3 separate regions of the Mus musculus genome follow, and all the other regions are linked to region 2. Evidence: chromatin contacts called from public Hi-C data. All regions are on one chromosome and are shown on one strand. The core of a region is the stretch at or near the end of the contact, and the rest is flanking DNA. Distances in the headings are between cores, read along the strand shown. Region 1 overlaps 2610206C17Rik (RIKEN cDNA 2610206C17 gene). Region 2 overlaps Gm31284 (a long non-coding RNA gene). Region 3 has its middle 74 kb from the start of Olfr291.

What was found. A called contact is a pair of places that touch in the nucleus more often than the background predicts.
Region 1: a Hi-C map of cerebral cortex shows a contact between it and region 2, with 4 times the contacts expected there. The contact joins two enhancer-like sites. A contact is called at or near these places in 2 of 484 Hi-C or Micro-C datasets (3T3-L1-derived adipocytes and cerebral cortex) and 2 of 115 datasets of contacts at active chromatin or transcription factors (bone marrow-derived dendritic cells and embryonic midbrain).
Region 3: a contact with region 2 is called in a Hi-C map of cerebral cortex, with 2.7 times the contacts expected there. The contact joins two enhancer-like sites. A contact is called at or near these places in 4 of 39 promoter capture datasets (the 3T3-L1 cell line, the HPC-7 cell line and hippocampal neurons), 16 of 484 Hi-C or Micro-C datasets (the CH12 cell line, the MNK3 cell line, adipose-derived mesenchymal stem cells and 10 more) and 2 of 115 datasets of contacts at active chromatin or transcription factors (embryonic stem cells and neural progenitor cells).

The regions. Positions count from the first base shown.
Region 1 is chr7:84,748,564-84,753,362 of GRCm38.p6, forward strand. The region is part of intron 2 of 2610206C17Rik (RIKEN cDNA 2610206C17 gene); the gene reads left to right. Among named protein-coding and RNA genes, the nearest start is that of Zfand6, 61 kb to the left of the region's middle. Within about 2 kb of position 1,403, at least 107 of the 459 cell types and tissues checked have an H3K27ac peak or open chromatin away from gene starts, as enhancers often do. A contact at or near this core is called in cerebral cortex, where this site is marked.
Region 2 is chr7:84,447,888-84,452,591 of GRCm38.p6, forward strand. All of the region lies in intron 1 of Gm31284 (a long non-coding RNA gene), which reads left to right. Among named protein-coding and RNA genes, the nearest start is that of Gm31284, 20 kb to the left of the region's middle. Within about 2 kb of position 1,369, at least 32 of the 459 cell types and tissues checked have an H3K27ac peak or open chromatin away from gene starts, as enhancers often do. A contact at or near this core is called in the CH12 cell line, cerebral cortex, cortical neurons and 2 more, where this site is marked.
Region 3 is chr7:84,777,409-84,782,203 of GRCm38.p6, forward strand. No RefSeq gene overlaps it. Among named protein-coding and RNA genes, the nearest start is that of Olfr291, 74 kb to the right of the region's middle. Within about 2 kb of position 2,318, at least 282 of the 459 cell types and tissues checked have an H3K27ac peak or open chromatin away from gene starts, as enhancers often do. A contact at or near this core is called in the CH12 cell line, cerebral cortex, cortical neurons and 2 more, where this site is marked.

The sequences.
Region 1 (4,799 bases), core at 153-2,652, 300 kb after region 2:
CTAGGGTTTAGCATAAATTCTCATTCTGTTTTTTATGATCAGCAGTGAGATTTTTTTAAAAAACTAAATAAGGAAACAAGAATGGAAGTTTTGTTATATTTAATTGATAATCTGTCAAAAACCAAAAACCCTGAAAACTTCCCATAATGACAAAATTGCTTTTGATGATTATCCACTTATTATTTGACTGGTTCCTAGTGTCATCCTGGTGTGTGCTCAAACAGGGAACTCTCTTTTGCTTTGGCATCCAGAAAGTTCCAGGCCTCTAAGGGAAGATATCAAGATGTTCAGATGTGGAGTAGAACACGGGAAAAGAAAACTACTATTCAGCTTTTTATACACTGGCTCATTCACAGGCATGACAAAACAAGTTGCGTGGGGACCCTCTAGGGTTTAGTGGAATGTCTTAGTACCCTTACAAGCTTGGGTTATATCTGCACCTGGCTTTTATAAGAAGTCCTTGGCACTTCTTCATGGTATTGCAGGGTCCACTGTTAGAAGCTTAAAGTCAAAATCTAGGATTTGGGTTAGGACTGTCCAATGCCCATCTACTTACTATCTTTTACCCCCACCCTTCAGGACTGAGTTCAACCTCTTCCAAGACTGCAGGGCCATAAAAAGATTCATGACTCCCTACCTCCAGCCCACACCTTGCCAATGTTCCGGCCCTACTGCCTTGGCTCCCTGGAAAGAATGCATCTCAAGCCGCAGGATCCTTGGCTATCTGGCATTTAACATGTCTCTCTAGTGTTTCTTACCAGAGCCATTGTGTCTCTCACCTACTTACTTCTGAGGTTCCCCATTCACGGACCACTGGTTACTGCGGGCAGACAGATTCTTTTCATGTTCATTTCCCATTCTCCCTCCCTCTCTCACTCTTCCCCACTCCCATCCTCTCTGTCTCCCATTCCCGTCTTTCCACTTTTTTTTTTCCCAGTAGGAAAAAGGATAGTTTATTAAGGAAACAGAAACAAATGAGCTTGGAAATATGCCAGAGGTGAGCTGAGCGAGTCCAGGCGGCTCTTTCTAAAGAATAGACTTGCCTTGCCTCAAGCCCCAGGGCTCACAGGCTGGGGTTTACTGAGCCTTTGAATGACCCTCAGTGACCTGTCCTGCCAGTCTTCCACCCGCTCCCTTTCTGCCTGCTTGTTGATTACATTCTACTCAATTTGAAACAGGGCGTTTTTTTTTCCCCCCAGATTCTGTTTGCTTTCCTCCCTCATCCGTATGCCTGGATCATTTATCCATGCCCGCTTCCAGCCTGGCAAACTCCTACACAAGCTGAAGCGTCAGCTCCCTGTAATCTCCTCCGAGAAGCTTTCCAACTCGCCCAAGGTGTTCCTGGCTATCAGCTAACTTGGCACACGCGGATAGGATTTTCAGGCATTTTCCTGTCTCCTTCACTAGAGGGAGTAATTCAAGGGCTGTACCGTCCCTCCCCAAATTCCAGTGAAAGAGCTCTTTGTGACGGAGGACGTTTGTTGCAGACACAGCCCTCACTGGCCTGCAGGTGTTTCCAGAGAAGAGTTGTCTTCTCTGGATTTTTGTTCCCGACCAAGCATTTGGTGTTGACCTGAAGCATTTCCCAGTCCGGCGTTCAGGAATTCTTACTGAAAAGGACCCTGATCTGAAAAGGTTGCGCTCTTCTAATGCACTTCCACTTGAGAACACGAGATGGCACCCGTGAAGAGGAAGAGCTGTTAGGCTGGCCCTGGACAGTTTCTTTCTTTCTTTCTTTCTTTCTTTCTTTCTTTCTTTCTTTCTTTCTTTCTTTCTTTCTTTCTTTCTTTCTTTCTTTCTTTCTTTCTTTCTTTCTTTCTTTCTTTCTTTCTTTCTTTCTTTCTTTCTTTCTTTCTTTCCTTCCTTCCTTCCTTCCTTCCTTCTTTCTTTCTTTCTTTCTTTCTTTCTTTCTTTCTTTCTTTCTCTCTCTCTTTCTCTCGTTCTCTCTCTCGTTCTTTCTGTCTTTCTTTTTCTTTCTTATCTCTTTCTTTCTCTCTTCCTTTCTCTTTCTTTCTTTCTTTCTCTCTCTTTCCCTTTCTTTCTTTCTTTCTCTCTCTCTTTCTCTCTCTCTCGTTCTTTCTTTCTGTCTTTCTTTTCTCTCTCTTTCTTTCTCCCTTCCTCCTTTCTTTCTCTTTCTTTCTTTCTTTCTCTCTTTCTCTCTCTCTCGTTCTTTCTTTCTGTCTTTCTTTTCTCTCTCTTTCTTTCTCCCTTCCTCCTTTCTTTCTTTCTTTCTTTCTTTCTTTCTTTCTTTCTTTCTTTCTTTCTTTCTTTCTTTTTTCCTTTTCTGGATTAGTCTATATGCAACTAATTTGAGATGATGAACCACAATTTATTCTGACACCTTCCCTTCTCTCTCCCTAAACTCACTTTCTATCCTCTTCCTGTACAAAAGAAAACCTGAGCTATCTAGCTCTAAAGAGTTATTTTTGCTTAAAAGCTAAAATTAAAACTCTGTGCTGTGAAACTTTGCTCTCTAAGCATGGTGTAGTGGCTATTCCTGGTTGTCAACTTGACAATATTTGGAATGAACTACAATCCGGAATTGGAAGGCTCACCAGTGACCCTTATCTGGAGGCTTGGAGATCCTTATCTGGATCTTGGTTTGAAGATCTTGAGCCATAGTGGCTATGGATTCCAGAAGATTGAATCTCCGAGTTTAAGGAACACACCCTTAATCTGGGCTACGCCTTTCATCTGGGATTAAAGGTGTGGTGGAACACACCTTTAATCTGGGCTCCACCTTCTGCTGGAGACAATATAAGGACATTGGAAGAAGGGAGTCTAGCTCTTGCTCTTGCTCCTTCGCCTGCTTGCTGCGTGAGACTGAGTAACTGCTAGATCCTTGGACTTCCATTCACAGCTGCGACTGAATCATTGTTGGGAATTGGGCTGCCGACTGTAAGTCATCAATAAATTCCTTTACTATTTAGAAATTATCCATAAGTTCTGTGACTCTAGAGAACCCTGACTAATACACATGGGTATTGGAGTCTTGCTGTCAGAGCACCTGTGATTATCTACACCAAACATTGGGCCCACTAACCCTTTTTTATGAGGACAAGGAGGTCTTAACAGGACCCTGCCTTTCCCTGAGGATGTATAAACTGGTATAGCCGTAGATAAGTTGTTGGATTCCCTGTAGATCAGTGGTTCTTAGCCTTCCTTACGCTGTGAACCTTCCTCACATTGTGGTGAGCCCATCCATAAAATCACTTTCATTGCTACTTCATAGCTTGCTACTGTTACGAATTGTAATGTAAATATCGAATATCCAAGATATCTGATGTGTATCCTCTGCCTCCAGAGTGTCAAGACTCACAGGTTGAGAACCACTACTGTAGATAATTCCATCACCCTGTAAGTAAACCCAATTAGCTCATTGTCTCACCCATCTAGGCTTGAATGGAATAATTTTTTTGGTCTGTTGTTGGTGCCGTTTGGAATGAGTAGGTATTTGTTCATTCTTCCCTCCAAAGAGTTAATGCTATTTAATAAAAAAAAATATTCTTCACAAAAAAGAGGGGGAAAAACCCCACCTAGAATGTTGGTTCATGACTTTAGTCACAGCACTCAGAAGGCAGAGGCAGGTGAATCTCTGAATCCCATGCCAGTCTGGTCTACAGAGAGTTCCAGGACAGCCAGTGCTACATGGAGAAACCTTGTCTCAAAAAAAACAACCAAACACCACTCCCTCAAAAGAGCCTGAAGTGACTCTGTTTAGCTTTTCTTCTCAGTGTTAAAGGCTGATTGAGGAAGGAAAAGTTTATTTTGCTCAGAGAGTACAGTTCACTAAGACAGGGATGTCACGTCAGCAGGGACGAAAGGTCATGCAGGACCCTCAGTCAGAAATCAGAGACAATTGCTGCTACTTACCAGGAGATTTGCTTAGGGTCTTAAGTGTGGACTGTGCCCAGGGGGCTGCTCTTGGAATACAAGGACCTGCCGGTGCTTTGCAAACCTGGAGCCCTTCATTTTGGCTTCATCTTGGGCCCCTTCACTTCTGCCTGAGATCCCACATATGACAGCATAATCCTCCTGATGGAATGAGAGAATCTGGGATGTGGACTAGTTCATAGTGTGCTTGCCTGGTATATCAGAAGCCCTGAATTTGATATCCAGCACGATGTAAATCAACTATGGTAGCACATGCAATATCATCATTCGGGAGGCAGAGGCAGAGGATCAGAGGTTTGTCTGAGGTCATTTTCAGCTATAAAGGCAGTTTAAGGACAGCTAGAGATACACTATACCCTATTTGAAAATTAAGAAGGAGGAGGGGAGGGGATGAGAGAAGAGGTTGCAGGACAGGAGAAAGAAGATCAGCCTTTGACCTTCAACTCCTCTGCATTAAGGTGGTAAGGGTGACTCCTGCAGGGTTCCACAGATGGGGCTTGGCTCACTGTGAGAAGCCTTTCATGGTTGCCAGCAAGGCAACTGATGGAACTCTGAGTGTTGTCACTCAATAGCTGGAGTCTGAGAATGAAAGGTAGGTTCTAAAAGAAGCTTCTAAAACCTAAGGTTTTAGAATAGAGTGGGTGTTGAAAGTGTATATGAGGATGGAGCAGGGACATCAACGATCACAAAGAGAGGGGCTTTCCCTTGAAAGTGACAAGTTACTAGACAGATGGAAGCTTCCCAGTGGCACTGGAAAACAGACTCTAAAGGTATTTGAATTCATAGAAGATATTGTATCTTTGGGGAATTTCTTTTTAAAAAAGACTTATGGAGAAATTGTAACATACTCAAAATAGAATTGTATCAGCTCCTGGCCAACTCACCTCCTTCATCAATTGCCAACA
Region 2 (4,704 bases), core at 119-2,618:
GGGTGGAGAGCAGTAGAGGAAAGGACATTGTAACTTTCAGCCCCTAGGAACATTCACGAGCACACACACACACACACACACACACACCCCATGCATAGTCACACAGATGCATGCACACTCACACACATGCATGCACATTTGCACACTCATGAAGACCCACATACAGCACTTACACAAAGAAACACTCTAACATGCCTTTTTAGATTATGATTCTTTAATCTGGAATAAATATGACATTCTTGTGCTTATTCAGTGTCTATACTGCAAGCTTAATTATGTGAATAAATATCTTCTTGACATGAATGGGAGTGGCGTAATTGGTTCCCGTGACCAAAGACAGCCTTTTCAAAGATTAACTGTCTCTCACCATATGTTTCATGAATTTCCTATTTTCCTGTCTAGTGTTGCAAAACCCATCCCAAATATAAATATTTCCCCTTACACATACACAAAACTTTTCTCTGCTTACTTTTCTTTGAAGCTTCTAAACAAAACTCCACCCTTGTGAACTCTAGCTAGCAAACAGAAATTTGCACCGCTAAATAAAATTGTAAATGCATGGTTAATGGATACCCTTTCCATCTGAGTTTTGTGTTTGAATAGACATTTAATTCCCAAGAAAATACTGATGTAAAGGACTTTCAAGTCTTTGGGGTTTGGTAAATCCCCATATTTCCATGCCTGTTGCTAAGCAGAGTTTTTATTTTGATGTGGTTTGCAAAAAAGACTTTATAAAGCCTTTCTTTTCAAAATGAAAATATAAAAAGCCAATGAATTGGCTTTAAAGAGCACATCAAACAACCTCTGCATAGTGAATGGAGAGGGAGCAGGCTCTGGACTCTCTGCTCACTAATCCATGAGTGGCTTAATCAGATTATAAAGACCCATGTGTAGCAGATGAGATACACCCTGTTGTGCACTTGTGCATCTGAAAGTTAATTTCTGCTTGAACTGATGTGGTTTGAAAACCAGGAACTTTTAATTGAATAGTTCCCTCAGTCTGAAGGTGGATCTTGGTTATTAAAGGTATATTCATTAATACACAGTGAAAAATATTACTTGTACATATTTGTCTCCCAACTTTCCATTAAAAAAGAACAGATTCAATTAAAGTTTAAAATTAGAACAAAAAAGGAACCAGAACATGAATGTCTACTCTAGGACAAAGTTGCTGTTTTATTTCCAGAATGAAATACATGTTCTCTTTCACACCAGCTGGCAGTTCTTGAAGATGATCACAATTGCTTCCTACCTGTGAGTTTTCACTTCCTCAGAAAACAATCTCCACAGTGTGGCTTAGACCTCATGTCTGGCTGCTAGAGACTGGAGCACAACACTGTGAGGCTGCTTTCAATGTGACTCCCCTCTCTCGGGCTGGCACTGCCCCCAGTTCTTACTGCTCTGATGAAGCTAGCAGCTGGCGTTGAGCTACACTATAGAGAAGCCCAGCTGGCAGGCCTGGAGATAGCCTGTTGTCAAGAGCTAGTACCTACCAACAACCACATGAGCTGGGAAGCAAGCTCTTCCTAGTCAGTCTCAAGGTGACTGAAGCCCCATCTACTGACTGGATGGTGGCTTGAGAGCTCTGAAACACAGGTCCTCTGAGCCCCACTAAAGCTGCGAGCTCATTCCTGCTGTTGCTCAGAGCTTCAGTGTATTTTGTAGTATAGCAGTAGCTATCGTGTTTGGTCTCAGCTGTTCCTGATGTTGTTCACCACTTAGGTACATGAGCCTAAAGAGACATCTTTAAACAAGATCAGAAATTGCAAGAAAATAATACATTTGCTGAACATGGTCATCTCTCAGAATCCACTGGGAATGATTGTAATGGACACACCCCTCCCGCCCCAAAATCTGAAGCTGTTCAAGTTCCTTGTATAAAATGGTGCCTAGAATTTGCATGCATCTTCCACATGCATTATCTCTAATTATAATTGTAAATGTGATGTGAAGGCTGTTTACGTAGTTGTCATGTTGTGTTGAGGAAATAAAAATAATTTTTACACTAAAACTACAGATTGTTTTAAAAAAACAAAACAAAACAAAACAAAATGAATTTTCTGTGCTTTTGGTTCCATCCCCAGATGTAGAAGCTGCAGGCAAGGAGCTAAGTGCACCATGCTTTGATGTCACGTGAAACAGGCAACAAATTCAAAGCAGCTGATTATTCTTTCTTGTTTCACAAAGAAGACTGAAAATCATAAATGCAATGGATAAATAAGAGAGTGGAAAAGTTCAATGCCTATGGCAATAACTAGGGTCTATCATTTCCAAATCCATTTAAATTGATGAGATTGGAAAAAAACAAAAACAAAAACAAAAAAAAAAAAGCAAAACCAAGCCAAACAATTACTAAGCCTGTGAATGCCCCAAGAGACTTGCAAAATAGATGTTGTCTTCTTTTTTTTTATTTAATTAATTATTTATTTAATCAGAAATAAGAGTATCCATTTGCAATAATTAAGTATAAGTCCTCAAAAATTAACACCATTATGTGGAAACAGGTAGAAACTGAAGACATTGAGAACAAATTTTTACAATTTGACATGTACATTTTTTTAAATACTAAAGTATTATCTTAAGCCATTACTATTTTGATGATGTAAAGAACAAGGTTATATGGCCAGTTATTTTTGTGTTCTTATGAGTTGTATATGCATAAACAATTGCAAAATTGCAAATTCATAGTATCTGAGGGATGAACAACTTTAAGCAATTGTAAACTCTGAGGACGCTCTCTCTCTCTCTCTCTCTCTATATATATATATATATATACTCTTAATATACAAATTAAAGCTTTATGTTTTAACATTTTAAAACACTGGCTACAGCACACTATTCGATTATCTGTGTTGAAGTAGGAGGAAACTCAAAAGAACAAACATGTGATCTAGTCACATATACTTCTCTCCCATAGAAGGGCTGTTTATAAATATAGTAGACGTATTCTTTATGGAATGCTTTGAGGAGAGATCTATGGAATGCCTCTAGGCAGGAATCTGACATTGGCCAAGGACAAGAAAACAAGCCTCAATCTTTAGGCTGTAATAGGAAAGCAGGCCAAGGTAGTAACTCCAATCTTCTTTTTTTCCACAGTTTTATTTATTTATTTATTTATTTACACATCAATCCAATCATTTACTCCGAGTTTTCTTTTCATTATCTTATGGATCAGCATCTAGTAGTGACCCCATTCCTTTGATTCTTAGGAGACTACAAGCATACAATTTTTCTTTTTTTATATATATTTTTAATTAGGTATTTTCCTCATTTACATTTCCAATGCTATCTCAAAAGTCCCCCAGATGTTGTCTTCTTAAGCCTGACCAACTGACAAAGTTAAAATGAGTCTCAAACCCCGCTCTAGCTGGCCTTACCAGCAGAAATGGGAATTGGTTTAGAAAACAACCTGGCAACCTGTTTTCAAACTAAAATGTTAAAACACAGTTTGATCTTGAAATCTTAGGCCTGATATTCTATCTACTAGGAAAATTAACCCAAATGTGCAATCCCATGTACAATGATGTTTATTACACTCTTATTTGTGCAGCCTAACCCCTAAAGGTTATGTGGCTGTGTATCTGTAGAGGAAGCGTGGTACAGAGATTTTGTCCTGGCAAGCTGGCCAGTTGCACATGGGTTTATGTGCTCATTTCCAAGGGTGAAGAGCAACATGTGAGACTGCTCTTCTCCTATAGACAAGATCATTCACTTTTCTGAATTAATGATTAGCTTTTCTAGATATTTTACTCATACCAGATATTGGAAGAGATCAGATAAATACATAGATGATATAGAATATAGGGTAAAGGAAAAAAAAAGATATGGAAAAATCCATTTGGTTTTTAACATGCTGGAGACAAGAGTAGACACAAGTAAGGAATTGAGAAGAAAAAGAGAGAAGTAAAAGAGACAGACAAGAGAAGGATTTGAACAGGCATTTAAAATGCTTTCTGCAGTAATTGCAGCATATGATGGTGTGTGGGGGTGTTTGACAAAGTGTGTGCATAGGCATAAAAATTGCACAAAGAAAGATGCCAGGAAAGATAGCAGTAACTTCATAAAACTAATTTTAGAGATGCTGCCTCCTAATTTGCCTTAAACTGTATTGCATTTTATTTTATTTCTCAACAAACATGTTATTTATATAATCAACAGGGGGAAAAACCAAACTCTATGTTCACTGTGGAAACAACTCATTTATCACCTTTATAGGCTTTATCTATTAGAGTTCTGTACAAGATTTAATTTGGGAATTCTGTTATTAAAAAAAAAAAAACAACAAAAAACCCACAACCTCCAAACAATTAGCAGAACACTCAAGGAACAATGCTACCCTTGTCTCTAAGCCACAGAGCTTATATTAATGTCTCTCTGTCTGTAGCAGGGAAGTTAGGAAGTAAGATTTACAAAGTTAATAGTAGGCAAAATCCTTGTGGAATTAAAACATGTTGTAAGTTACAATGGATAAGACAGCAAAAAACTGACAGACACAAGCTGCCTCCAGGTCAGATTATTGTACTAGTCTCAGTCAGTGTTTCTAAAATTGTATTTCAAATCTAGGCAGGATGTGGTTGGATACCCTAGTAACATCATGCTTATCCACACAAGCATAATTAAACTCAATGGATTACACAAACAAACAAACAAACAAACAAACAAACAAGAAGGGGTCCTTTATGGGTCCTTAGGGGAAAATGTTTG
Region 3 (4,795 bases), core at 1,068-3,567, 330 kb after region 2:
TACATAATCTGGGTAAAGGTTTCTCATATAATTTTCAACTATTTTTTCCATTCTTTAATTTGTCCTTTTGTTCTCTTGATTATCTTTTGACAATCAATGAAATGCTTTAATCTAAGTCCAAACTTCCCTTTATTTACTTATATCTTGTGTCTTTCCTGAATCAACTTTACAAATTTATGATTTTTTTCCTTCTAAAGGCTTTATTTTGCTTCCTATATTTAGACTTGGCATCTATTTTGATTTAAAATGTGAATACAGTGCTAGAGAGAGGTCCATCTTTCCTCTTTGGCCTATGAACACTTACTTGTCTTGGCATCACTTGTTGAAGATTAGCCCTTACAGAATTATCTTGAGGGCTGGAGAAATGGATCAGTGGTTAAGAGCACTGGTTGCTCTTCCTGACTCTTCCTGAATATGGGGATTCAATTTCCAGTACCCATATGACAATTCATTTGCCTCTGTCCAATTCCAGAGGATGTGATGCTCTCTTCTGGCCCCTTTGGGCACTGCATGCCAGTGGTACACACACATGCCATCCACTTCATGTATCATCTGTCTATCTGTCTGTCTATCTGTCTATCTATCTATCTATCTATCTATCTATCTATCTATCTATCTATCAAGTATATATGTGTATATAAAGATTTATCTTGAACAGTCTTGTCATTAAATTGATTATCCAGAAATGGTGAGGAAGAACCCTTAATTGCCAGCTTCCAGAACTGTGGGTGAACACACTCTTGTCTATTGTAAATTACCCATTATAAATTTCTGGTTATTATAAACAGGTATTCTGTTATGGAAGCCAGTTGTTTAGACCTTTATCCACAGAAATACAAGTCTTTGCAGTATATGCTATAATTTTTCCCCAGCTTGTTAGATATCATTTTGTTTTTTGCTGTGACAGTTTAAAGTATTTTGTTAGCAAAGCTATCTACCTTTTGCTTCACTACCTATGCTTCTGAGAAAAGATTTTCTCAATAAGGTTATTGTCTTATTTTCTTTGGAACTTATAGAGTCAGTTTTTACACTATATCTCTAATTAATTTAGGTTTTTTTCCTTATGAATGTTGTTTCAACACTTATTTATTAAAAAAAAAGAATGTCCCAGTGGTTTGAGATGGCTTTAGATCTATTTTCTGCCTTTCCGTTAGTCCACAGTCCCTTTGAGTATTACAGCATCAGCACTGCCTTATAAATCAGGCTTTACAGTCTGACTTAATATCTGGAAGCCATAATCTCCACCTGTGATCTTTATTTTCAATGCTTTTTTTTTAAAAAGTTTGAAATGCTTGAATTCTCATATGAACTCACTGTTAACATGGGTCTACCAAACTTTCACATTACCTTGTAAAATTTTAGAATCCAGCTTGTTATTTAAAAGATTTAAGACCTTTATAGGCTGAAAATGAACTCTTAATCCACTGGATTTCCTGGTTGTTCATATAGGGTAACTGTAGTGCTCTTCTCTATATGTGCGACAGTGTTGTTACCAGACTCTCCCAACACAGAAGTACCCCAGGGTCTCTCTCCACTTTCCAATAAGCTTTCTGTGAAGACTTCCTACAGGAGAACCAAGTTCGAGTTATTCTACAGTGACATGACTGCCGAACTCTGTGACAATAAAGATCAGGATGACTCTCTCTGAATTCTAAATTCTCCAGAGGTAAGAGAACAACGTCCTCTAGGCAGGGCCTATTTCTGTATGTGGTCCATGTGGTTCACCAGCCAAGGTACCCACTCAAATGGAGGAAGATGCCTTGTAGGTCGAGGGAGTCTTTTGTTCTTTAACCTATAGGAATTAGTACCTGGGGGCAGCAGGTCTTTTTCTATCTTGCCACCTCAATCTAGCAGTCCTCAAGGAGCCAACAACAGGAACCTGGGCTGCAGCACCACTAGCAGTGGGCAGCACCAGACACCTCATCGCCCCCTGCTGGAGACAGCGTGTGCCGCAGGCGAGGCTGGATAGCGTTGGCCCCTGTGATCTCAGTTCTTTCAGAATCGAAGGACGCTGAGCGATGGGTATAGATGAGGCAGCATCTGCAGCCCCCATGGCTGGAGGTCCCAAATTCTGAGGCGATTGTATAAGCCCTGTGTACCTCGCATCACAGAAACTACGGTTTTGAAAGTCCAATACACACGTTTTTTTCTCTTTCTTTCTTTCTTTTTCTTAATCTGCGCAGGCGCAGTTCCGGCGCGCACCCGGCCTCTCAGGTGGGTACGTGTCATCCGGTGGGGCCGGGTCCTCCCGTGTTGCTCACGTCCACAGTGAGACTCAAGTCTTCTTTTATAACGCGTAGTCATTTTGGGAGCGCGCTTTTGATCCGATGGTCGCTCTGGCCACTTGGGGGCGCACAAACTTGTAGTTAGCTCCTCTGAGAGCATTGGCCTGTCTGGTAGTGGATTTTGTTTTCCAGAATGAAACCCTTGTCCCATTAAGAGGAAGACTTTGTCAGTGTTTTAGATAGAGCACGGTAAATGTAGGTTACTTATTATTCAACATCTAGTAGTACCCGAGGGATGAAAAAAGATGATATCTTCCCTATAAAGCAAGAGAAAATCGTGAAGACGAAGAATACAAAAACAACAGCCATGTACCTATGTATGTATGTATGTATGTATGTATGTATGTGGCAACCTAGATGGGAGAGCTGGAACATTTTCTAAAGGAATATGATCAGGTGAGTTTACACGAGGGAAACAAGTGATGTTTTCAAAGGAAAGCAGAGTGATGGAGCCTTGGAAGACACATCTGGATTTAATCTGGCTTCTCTGCTTTTGCATTAGCTTCATCTTTGTACTGGTTAATTCTGAACCTGTTTCCTTATCAAGATAATAATAGATAAAATTACCCTTGCAAACCCATGGTGAGAGTTAGAGTTGTGGAAAGAGAGGTAGGATGAACGTTTTTTTTTTTTTTTTTTCTTCCTGTACTGGCTAAGTTAGCATTCAGGGTTATCCTTATAGTCCCTGAAAGGAGCAGATTGCTTTTCTGTTTTGCTTTTGTTTCTTTTTGTTTTCTGTTTTTGTTTTGCCAGGGATGGGAAACTAGGGCCCCAGGCATCCTGGAATAGCAGCTCTATTGTCTGGGTTTACTATGTCAGAAACATGATTGGACATGTTTGTGTTTTTCTACGTCAGAGTTTATTATTAATATTACTATTGCAATAAATTGACAATGTATAGAGGTTTTAATGGCAGCTATTTGGAAGATATTTCTGCTTTCCTTGGCAACCCTGGATGAAGTAAACACAGTTTTTTTTTTTATTCTACTCTTAATATTAAATCTCAGTTCACATAGTACACAACTCATCTTAGCATAAACTCCCTCCCCCCTTTCTTCTTAAAAAACCATTCCTGCAGTGCTTCCTGCTGCTGTCTTTGTGGGGTGCAGAGCAGCCCACTGATCCTTCTAGGGTAAATAAATCTCCTTTGGAGTAAGGGTTTGGTGTATGGGTGTGTTTTGTGTAGACTTGGAGGTCCTTTCATTTTGGTGATGTGACTAAGATTGGCTAGTAGCTCTGCCCTCCCTTCTACACTTTCTGGTCCTTCTGTTGCCTCAACTTCTTATCCCCCATTTCTTGCTGTTTCAAGCATCCCCTAGGTTTTTTGGGTTTTGATAGATCATTGAGCATTCCTGCTCTGTTCTATTGTCCCTGCTCTGTCTTGTGGGACCAGAAAGACTGCACCGAGCCACAAACTTTATTGGTTTGGGCAGACTCGTATGGATGATTCGTAGGCATTTTCTGTTGAGTTTGGCATTGTTTGTGGATTCCCCTTCAAAATCTGGTGTCTGTTATTAAACGTCCAAAAATCCTGTTAATAGGTTAAAAAATGTCTAGTTTCCTTTACCTCAGACCTTACCACCTTTATCAAACATTTTATAACACAATCTTGTGACCATACCTTTCATGACGTCTCTATGCTCCTTTCCAATAACCTCCTCTCTGGGTAATGCATACATGTATGGAAAAAGGCCTGTGACCATGCAGATCAAATACACCAAACACACAGGACCTACCTTGCCAGAGCTGCAGCAGCCTCTAACATAGATACTCATTGAGATTACAATGACGGTGATGATTATCAGGCCAGGGACTGGTTTATTACTTGTCTCCTTTCTGGCCTGAGGAGAGCTACCCTAAAACCAATTAACTTTCAAAAAGTCCATGAGATAATTGGGCAAGCCTGAAAATCCCTCTCATTTCCTCTGATGCACCACACAGTCCCTACTTGAACATGCAAACATAGACCTAGACACCTTAGTTGACCAACAACTTTTTATGATCTATGTTTTGCTCAGTTCTACTCAGACATAAGGGCCAAATTCAAATGACCAAGGCCTACTTTTACCCCAAGCCAAGGTTCTGGCCTTGGCTTTTAAGGTCTTCCATAATTGTAATGAGTGCAACACAAGTACTAACTCTTGGATCAGGATCTCTAATGAATTCCCAGAAGGAGCCACTAGGTCCCTGCTTCAAGTGTGGCAAGGAAGGTCACTGTGCCTGCACCTGTTCAAATCTTTGAAGGCCTACCTGTTCTTGTTCTAAGTGTCCACAGGGTTACTGGGGATCACTAGGGCACAACTTCCCTGGGTTCCATCCAGCCTTCCTGAATTCTTCTTGGACCTGTTTGGCCTAGCAACTGAGGACTGACAGGGCCTGGGCTCTGACCACGTCCATTAAACTCTAGGAGCCTAGGGTCTCACTTCTGTCAGGTTGCCTCATCACATTCCTCCTGTATACTGGGTCCACTTTCTCAGTCATGATGGAATTCTGGGGGGTCCACTCACCCC